Regions from separate parts of the Sus scrofa genome. Here regions 2 and 3 are each linked to region 1. Evidence: chromatin contacts called from public HiChIP or PLAC-seq data. All regions are on one chromosome and are shown on one strand. The core of a region is the stretch at or near the end of the contact, and the rest is flanking DNA. Distances in the headings are between cores, read along the strand shown.

Evidence for each region. HiChIP or PLAC-seq counts read pairs in DNA pulled down with a chosen protein or histone mark.
Region 2: an H3K27ac HiChIP or PLAC-seq map of alveolar macrophages shows a contact between it and region 1. The contact joins two enhancer-like sites. A contact is called at or near these places in 4 of 47 Hi-C or Micro-C datasets (embryonic fibroblasts, epiblast stem cells, fetal heart ventricle and 1 more) and 1 of 2 datasets of contacts at active chromatin or transcription factors (alveolar macrophages).
Region 3: an H3K27ac HiChIP or PLAC-seq map of alveolar macrophages shows a contact between it and region 1. The contact joins two enhancer-like sites. A contact is called at or near these places in 4 of 47 Hi-C or Micro-C datasets (brain, embryonic fibroblasts, epiblast stem cells and 1 more) and 2 of 2 datasets of contacts at active chromatin or transcription factors (alveolar macrophages and skeletal muscle).

Annotation. Positions count from the first base shown.
Region 1 is chr13:195,005,732-195,008,431 of Sscrofa11.1, forward strand. All of the region lies in intron 3 of TIAM1 (T-lymphoma invasion and metastasis-inducing protein 1), which reads right to left. Among named protein-coding and RNA genes, the nearest start is that of TIAM1, 230 kb to the right of the region's middle. Within about 2 kb of position 1,295, at least 2 of the 83 cell types and tissues checked have an H3K27ac peak or open chromatin away from gene starts, as enhancers often do. A contact at or near this core is called in alveolar macrophages, where this site is marked.
Region 2 is chr13:195,139,084-195,141,783 of Sscrofa11.1, forward strand. All of the region lies in intron 1 of TIAM1 (T-lymphoma invasion and metastasis-inducing protein 1), which reads right to left. All of the region lies in intron 1 of LOC110256474 (a long non-coding RNA gene), which reads left to right. Among named protein-coding and RNA genes, the nearest start is that of TIAM1, 95 kb to the right of the region's middle. Within about 2 kb of position 1,323, at least 10 of the 83 cell types and tissues checked have an H3K27ac peak or open chromatin away from gene starts, as enhancers often do. A contact at or near this core is called in alveolar macrophages, where this site is marked.
Region 3 is chr13:194,853,054-194,855,753 of Sscrofa11.1, forward strand. All of the region lies in intron 15 of TIAM1 (T-lymphoma invasion and metastasis-inducing protein 1), which reads right to left. Among named protein-coding and RNA genes, the nearest start is that of TIAM1, 380 kb to the right of the region's middle. Within about 2 kb of position 1,323, at least 6 of the 83 cell types and tissues checked have an H3K27ac peak or open chromatin away from gene starts, as enhancers often do. A contact at or near this core is called in alveolar macrophages, where this site is marked.

The DNA.
Region 1 (2,700 bases), core at 45-2,544:
CCTCTTGTTCTCCACTCTCATAAAAGCACCAACTAAAACAAACAGCAGCCCCAGTACTGCTACTCAGCGCTCGCTCGGGGTCACAGTGGACAGGCTGGGCCAAGGGCAGCTAGTTAATCAATCTGCCGTCTTGGAAAATAACTCCACGGCTGAGGCCAAATCCACAAAATGTAAACCAAGACTTACTCCTTGGGCAGAGCAGCAAATGATGTTGGCATCGCACCATAAAGCCTTTTCCCAGCTCACAATCCCTTCCCAGGCCCAATTCAGCCCTTTGCAACCCTGGATGCCTAAACAAATCTTTTTTTTTTTTTTTTTTTTTTTTTTTTTTTGTCTTTTCTAGGGCTGCACCCGCGGCATATGGAGGTTCCCAGGCTAGGGGGTCTAATCAGAGCTGTAGCCACCGGCCTACACCAGAGCCATAGCAACGCTAGATCCGAGCCATATCTGCAACGTACACCACAGCTCACAGCAACACCAGATCCTTAACCCATCAAGTGAGGCCAGGGATCGAACCCGCAACCTCATGGTTCCTAGTTGGATGCGTTTGCGCTTCACCACGGTAGGAACTCCAATAAATCTTAATTATGCCATATGCTCTCCAGCATCTTTCCAGTTGAGAAACTCCAAGGAGAACCAACAACTTAGGTCTAGCGACTTCAATAATGCTATCATCCTTTGTGCAGGAATATAACCAGCCAACCTCCTCTGCCCTGTGCTCTTCCTTTCCCTTCTTGGCTATGAGGTCAGTTGTTAGGGTTCCACAATCCACATGTCCCCCCAAAGCCCGGAGGAACTCCTAGCTCTGCAAAAATATTCTCAATGCAGCAGCAATATGAAATCGACATGGTAATTGACAGAGAGCCCCACCCATCTCCCAGTTCCATTCTGGAGTAACTAAATTTAAATAATGTTGCCTTCAAGGAACCAACCCCACCAATGAACTTACATTCCAGGTTTTTGCCAAGCTTTTTGAGTTTTGTGCCCATTTCATTTATACAATAAAAACGGCAAAGAAAGGAAGAAGGGAGAGAGGGAGGAAGAACAGGGCAGTAAGATCTTCGAGGAGGGGAAATGAACTAAAGGAAAAAAAAAAAAATAATAATAACAATAATCCCAGAAAGGAAAGATGAAATGTGGAGGGGGAAAAAATGGACAGCCAGTTTACCCCCAATCAATTCAGATAAGATCAAAATACTGAAAATACGGAACGTGACCCTGGTACTCCCGTCTGCCCATAATGAAGAGAAAACAAATGACAGAAGTGGTTTCGTTTTATTCTGTAGCAATAACCGTTCACACTTCTGGGCGGAAGGCACTGAGCAACTGCGGTGGTGAGCAAGGGGAAGACAAGAAAGCAGTCAGTGTCCTTTAATTTATTAAGTGTCTACTTTGTGCCCAACCATAAGCCAGGTACCTTACAGAAAATTCATATAAAAATCACAATGCCACCCCCCCCCAAGCAGTTCTCACTATTTCCTTCTCACGGTAGGGAAAATGCACACTCAGAGAGGTTAGGCAATTTTCCTAGGGCCACAGAGCTAAAAGGGACCGAGCAGGAATTCAAAACTCAGCTCTTTTCTGACGCTCCAGTTCTTGTTCTTATACGGCACGTACTCAGAAAGATTTTCTGAGAAAAACTTTCAAAAAGCCTTTTTAAAAGAAAAGCTTCATGTATTAAATATGAACCAAAAGGAAACATTCTTCCTCAGTCATTACAGCAAATTGGCTCTGCCTTAATACAAAGTAAATCTGTGTTGTCAAGTGGGTTGAACACACCTTCAATTCACATTAAATTACCAGTAAGTCTTGTGTAAATTCTAGTTAGATGTTTCCAAAACAATTTCCCGGGGTGTGTCCCAGTGAATATACAAAACCCACCTTAGAACAATTCGGATCTGACTTTGATCCCATGTGTACAATACTCAAGAACATAAGGTACGTTTTAATAAAACTGGAAAACATTATGTCAAAGACACATAAAAATAAATACATAATGTCTTCTTCCATACAGCTCTGAGACTCAGTTACTTAGTTTTTGGGGGGTTTTTTGTTTTTGTTTTTTCCTTTTTAGGGCGGCACCCACGGCATATGGAGGTTCCCAGGCTAGGGGTCAAATTGGAGCTACAGCTGCCAGCCTACACCACAGCCACAGCAACATCAGAGCCTTGTCTACGACCTACATCACAGCTCACAGCAATGCTGGATCCTTAACCCACTGAGCAAGGCCAGGGATTGAACCCGAAACCTCATGATTCCTAGTCGGATTCATTTCCGCTGCACCACGCCAGGAATTCCAGTTACTTAGTTTTAAAGGGTCTTAAAATCTTTTTTGACAGAGCGCCACAGGGCATCATTTTTTCAATGCACGTAAACTTAAAAGAAGTAGTGCTTGTTTATGCTTCATTTAAAATGCAAACGAGGAGATCTGCAGCACAGCGGGTTAAGGACCCAGCATTGTCATAGCAGTGGCTAGAGCTGCTGCTGTGGCATGGGTTCCATTCCTGGCCTGGGAACTTCCACATGCTGCGGGTGCGACCAAAAATATAAACAATAAAAACCAAAGTTGGGTCTTTCATTAAACTGATAAAAACCCACAAGACATTAGCACGACTAACCAAGAAGAAAAAAGCACAAAACACCAAGGCCAGGAATGAAAAAAAGGAAACATTTCTGCAGATGCTATAGTCTTTCAAAATA
Region 2 (2,700 bases), core at 73-2,572, 130 kb after region 1:
CAGACGCTGCTCGGATCCCACGTTGCCATGGCTGGGGCATAGGCCAGTGGCTACAGCTCCGATTAGACCCCTATCCTGGGAACCTCCATGTGCCGCAGGAGCAGCCCTAGAAAAGGCAAAAAGACAAAAAAAATTTAAAAAATTAAAAAAATTAAAAATTATTCTGATGCTTGTTAAAATGGCAAGACTTTTTGCAGGGCTACTGCAAAACAGGAGAGAGATGGGGCTCAACTCCGAATAGAGCAAAGACACCTGAAGATTTACAGCAAATAAGCAGAGTGAGGGGGTCAGTGGACAGAAAACTACTAAGAGGAGACCGCAGGGGAGGGAGATTCTTGGTAAACAAACAGACAATAGGGTTTCTGCTCAAGGCAACCCAGGGTGATCAGATATCAAAGGGGATCACATATCAAGGGGCAGAGGGGGAGTCTCTCTAAACTGACTTAGCAGGATTCTTGCTGAAACTGGGCTAGGCAGGCCAAAGACAGGGCAGGGACCAAGGTCTAGAACTAGACAGAAAAAAGGACTCACAGGAGTCTGACTAAGGAGAGTCTTTGTCGGTCACGTTAACTCCACCTTACAAATAGAAATGCTGATGTCTAGAGGTCTCCAAGGTCACAGAGCAAGTGTGAGCAGGTGCCAGGAACAGATCCCAGACCTCCCAGATCCAAGCTCATGACGTCAGTTCCATGCACAGCCTCATAACTCCTTACACAGCAGAACACTTTTTAATTTCTCAATTGCCTCCCCACGTAATTTCTCTGTGTGCAAAATCCAGAAATGTGCATTTCTAATATATCAAGCTATCAAAAGAAAACCACCTTTGAACACAATGCCACGTGAGTGATTTATATACAATCCCCTGTAATACAAAGGCAGACTGGTTCATCATGGTGATATATAAGGAAGCCTTTCAAAGTGGCCTCGTAGGAGTTCCCATGGTGGCTCAGCAGGTTAAGAACAACCCAACACAGTGTCCGTGAGGATGCAGGTTCAATCCCTGGCCTCGCTCAGAGGGTTAAAAAGCCAGTGTTTCTGCAAGCTGTGGCGTGGGTTACAGATGTGGCTTGGATCTGGTGTTGCCGTGGCCGTGGTGTAGGCCAGCAGCTACAGCTCCAATTCGACCCCTAGCCTGGGAACTTCCATGTGACACAGGTGCGGCCCTAAAAAGGAAAAAAAAAAAAAAAATGGCCTTGTAATAATAGGCACACAAATAAAATAGAAAAAAGATAAAAGACTGGATTTAAATGCATCTGAAAAGAACAGGAAGCTTTCAGTCACTAACAGGATTACAAAACATCCATAGCACAAGCTAAGCAACTTCCCTAGATGCCTACTCTCTGGGGAGAGCCTGTACAGATGGCAGGCCACTTCCTGCACTCATGACAATGCCATCTACAGGATAAAAAAATCCTGAAGGGCGACAATATTCTCTGGTTGCCCTTCAGGCTACTTCCCATCTTCATCCACTGAGATCTGTGCCCTGGGAGGCTGACCTCTATGACCTGTATCCATCCAGCTCTCTTGCCCTTCAGGCCCTTGGGAGGTACCAGTGGAAGCCAGGAGAGTGGGAGGAGGAGAAGCAAAGAAGGGGCCTGTCTCCCCCTGCTTCCTATCTGCAGGGTCACCTGGGGGGCTCTCCACCACAGGTCACAGCTTCTGTCAGGTGACCCTCTCTCCTTCCTTCTACGGGGTGCAGGGTGAATTTGGGTGTCCCCCCAAATTCACATGTTGAAATCTAACCCCCAGTGTGATGGTCTTAGGAGGTGAGGGCTTTGGGAGGTGATTGACGGTTTTAGGAGGTGAGGGCTTTGGGAGGTGACTGATGGTCTTAGGAGGTGAGGCTTTGGGAGGTGATTGATGGTCTTAGCAGGTGAGGGCTTCAGGAAGTGATCAATGGTCTTAGCAGGTGAGGGCTTTGGGAGGTGACTGATGGTCTTAGGAGGGCTCTAGGTGGTAACTGATGGTCTTAGGAGGTGAGGGCTTTGGGAGGTGATTGACGGTTTTAGGAGGTGAGGGCTTTGGGAGGTGACTGATGGTCTTAGGAGGGCTCTAGGTGGTAACTGATGGTCTTAGGAGGTGAGGGCTTTGGGAGGTGATTGACGGTTTTAGGAGGTGAGGGCTTTGGGAGGTGACTGATGGTTTTAGGAGGTGAGGGCTTTGGGAGGTGACTGATGGTCTTAGGAGGGCTCTAGGTGGTAACTGATGGTCTTAGGAGGTGAGGCTTTGGGAGGTGATTGATGGTCTTAGCGGGTGAAGGCTTCAGGAAGTGATCAATGGTCTTAGCAGGTGAGGGCTTTGGGAGGTGATTGATGGTCTTAGGAGGTGAGGGTTTGGGGAGGTGACTGATGGTCTTAGCAGGTGAGGGCTTTGGGAGGTGATTAGGTCATGAGGGTGGCGCCCTCACAGATGGGGTTAGTGCTCTTATGAAAGAGACCCAAGAGCTCCCTCACCCCTCCTGTCATGTGACAGCCATCTGTAAACCAAGATCCAATGGTGCCTTGACCATGGACGTCCCAGTCTCCAGAACTATGAGAAATTTACAGCATTCACGTCACCCAACCTTGGTACTTTGTCAAAGCAGCCTGAACAGCCGAAGAGGGGGTTCCTCCTGCCTCCCCAGTGGACCTCACTCCCCTTTCTGCTTCTTAACCCCACAACACACTTTTGCTATTATCTCTTATATCACCTCTTTTTTTT
Region 3 (2,700 bases), core at 73-2,572, 150 kb before region 1:
GCAGGTTCGATCCTGGCCTTGCTCAGTTTTAAGGATCTGGCATTGTGGTGAGGTGTGGTATAGGTCAAAGACCCATCTCAGATCCTGTGTTTCTGTGGCTGTGGTGTATGCTGGCATCTGCAGCTATGATTTGACCTCTAGCCTGGGAACCTCCATATGCCACGTATGTACCCCTAAAAAGCAAAAAAAAAAAAAAAAAAAAAAAAAAGTATAACGGATATACAATGTTGCATCAGTTTCAGGTGTATAGCAGAGTGATTCTGTTTTAAGACTGGAATCCACTACAGGTATTACAAGATCCTGATATGATTTCCTGTGCTATATAGTAAATCCTTGTTGCTTATCTATTTTATGTATTAGTAGTTTGTGTCTGTTAATCCCATACTCCTAATTTACTTGTCCCTCCATCCCTCCCTCCCTTTGGTAACCAGAAGATTGTTCACTAAGTCTGAGTCTATTTCTGTTTTGCACATAGATTCACTTGTATTATTATTATTATTATTGGTCTTTTTAGGGCGGCCCTAAACTGTAGATCGTACTGTAGCTGTAAGTCATGAGTGTAGGTCACCGACGTGGCTCAGATGCCAAGTTGCTGTGGCTGTGGCGTAGGCTGGCACCTGCAGCTCTGAGTCGACCCCTAGCCTGCCAACTTCCCTGTGTTGTGGGTGCGGGTCTCCCCTGCCAAAAAAATTTTTAAAAAAGATAGATAAATAAATAAATAAATAAGCCTTCCTCCAAAAGCATCTAGTCCTGTAAAAAGGAAAACTTGCTTTCTTAAAATACGAGAAGAAAATCTGATTCAATAGGAATTATGAAAAAGAAAAAGAAAAAAAAAAAAAGGAAAGGAAAGGAAGGAAGGACGAACCCAGTTCCTGACAAACAAATGTTAATACAGCCCAAAATGACTTGCCAGTAGGGGCCCCAGGGAGTCATTCAATATTAACCCAATACACCCACCCCTTCAGAAGGCTTAGCGTTATGAAGACCAGCCGGCACCATGAGTGGCCTAAGATCTTGGAAGTGAAGGAAGTGAGTAAAACAGAGTGAAGAAACCAAGCGGCAACTCCTGCGTTGAATACCCAGAAGACCCCTCCTACTGAAATTCATGACCAGAGAAAAATCATGACAACCTCACAAACAGAACAGAAGTACTCAGAACCAGAGTCCAGGACACAGCAAAACTGAGAAAGTAAGAAAAGCAGACACCTCTGCCATAGAGGGGACCCAAGACCAAGAATGCAACAGTCTAAGAAGTCCCCAGAGGAAAAGGCACACTCAGTTGCTGAAATGACACATACTTTCCCTTCAAGGCAGCCTAGGGGATCATGCTTATGAGTCAATTACAAAATTATCCGAACTCATTTCAACAACAAGGTCTGAGACAGTCCTGAGGGCTGAGGCGGAGGGAGGAGCAAGAGAGAAATTAGGCAAGTGTGAAATCTTTCCATTCATTTAGTCAGTGGGATTATTAAGTCATCGTTTCCTCCTACACGATTCTATAAAAGGCAGTGTTTGGTTTGCAGTTAGGTTTTTTGTTTGTTTTTTTGCTATGGGTTGATGGATGTGTGCTGGTCATTTTACAGACCCTGGACTTGATTGTACCACAGAAAGCTGTGCTTAGGTGCTAATGTCAGAGAGAGATGGGCTGCATTTAAAATCCTTGGTAGCTGTTGAGGTCAGAGGCAAGACTCTCTTAGGACCGGGAGACTCGGTCAATATGCTGTGGGAACACGTCCTTACAGCAGGAACTAGGCCCTGAGAATAAATGGATTAGCTGAAGGTATCAGCCTTGGAGAGCAGCGTTCCAAGGTGAAGTCTGGAAATTACTAGACGGGTTGTACCGGGCAGCAATCTAAGGATAGACGTCCAGCCTCAGCCTTGAGAACCTCATTACCTGACATCATCACAATCTCTGAGCATGGGATTCTGTGGCTGACAACAGCTGGGGTGGTCCAGGACAACTGGAAATGAACACACCTCCCCCCAACAAAGCCCTGCTTCTTCATGTCAGGTCATGGAAGAAGCACCACTGACAATACTTATGGGTGGGTGCCTGATACCCTGGTACCCCTTCAGTGTGGAAACCTAAGTGGGGTCTATGAGCCTCTCAGTCACTCCCATAAAAAAGAATAAAAACTGGAGTTCCCGTCGTGGCATAGTGGTTAATGAATCTGACTAAGAACCATGAGGTGGCAGGTTCGATCCCTGCCCTTGCTCAGTGGGTTAAGGATCTGGCGTTTCCGTGAGCTGTGGTGTAGGTCGCAGATGCGGCTCAGATCCTGCGTTGCTGTGGCTGTGGTATAGGCCGGTGGCTACAGCTCCGATTAGACCCCTAGCCTGGGAACCTCCATATGCCACAGGAAGCGGCCCTAGAAAAGGCAAAAAAAAAAAAGTATAAAAAGTATGGCAGGATTATGCCTCGTTTCTATTTCTGAGTCCTCAAATCAATCAATCTTAGGATTTGAGTCCAAGAGCTTTGAAATTCAGCCCCCTCTTGCCTCTTGCTACAGTTGACCCTTACTCAAGAGATAGAAAGTAAACCAAAGAAAAAAAGAGTCCCCACTGTGGTGCATTTCAGTTTTTATTTGTAGCACCGCAACTCACTACTGCTTTAATTATTGACGTCACACTTCTGCTGCGTATGAAGCCTTTTAGACACATTCATCCCTCATCCCTCGCCATCAAAAACATCCTCTGGCT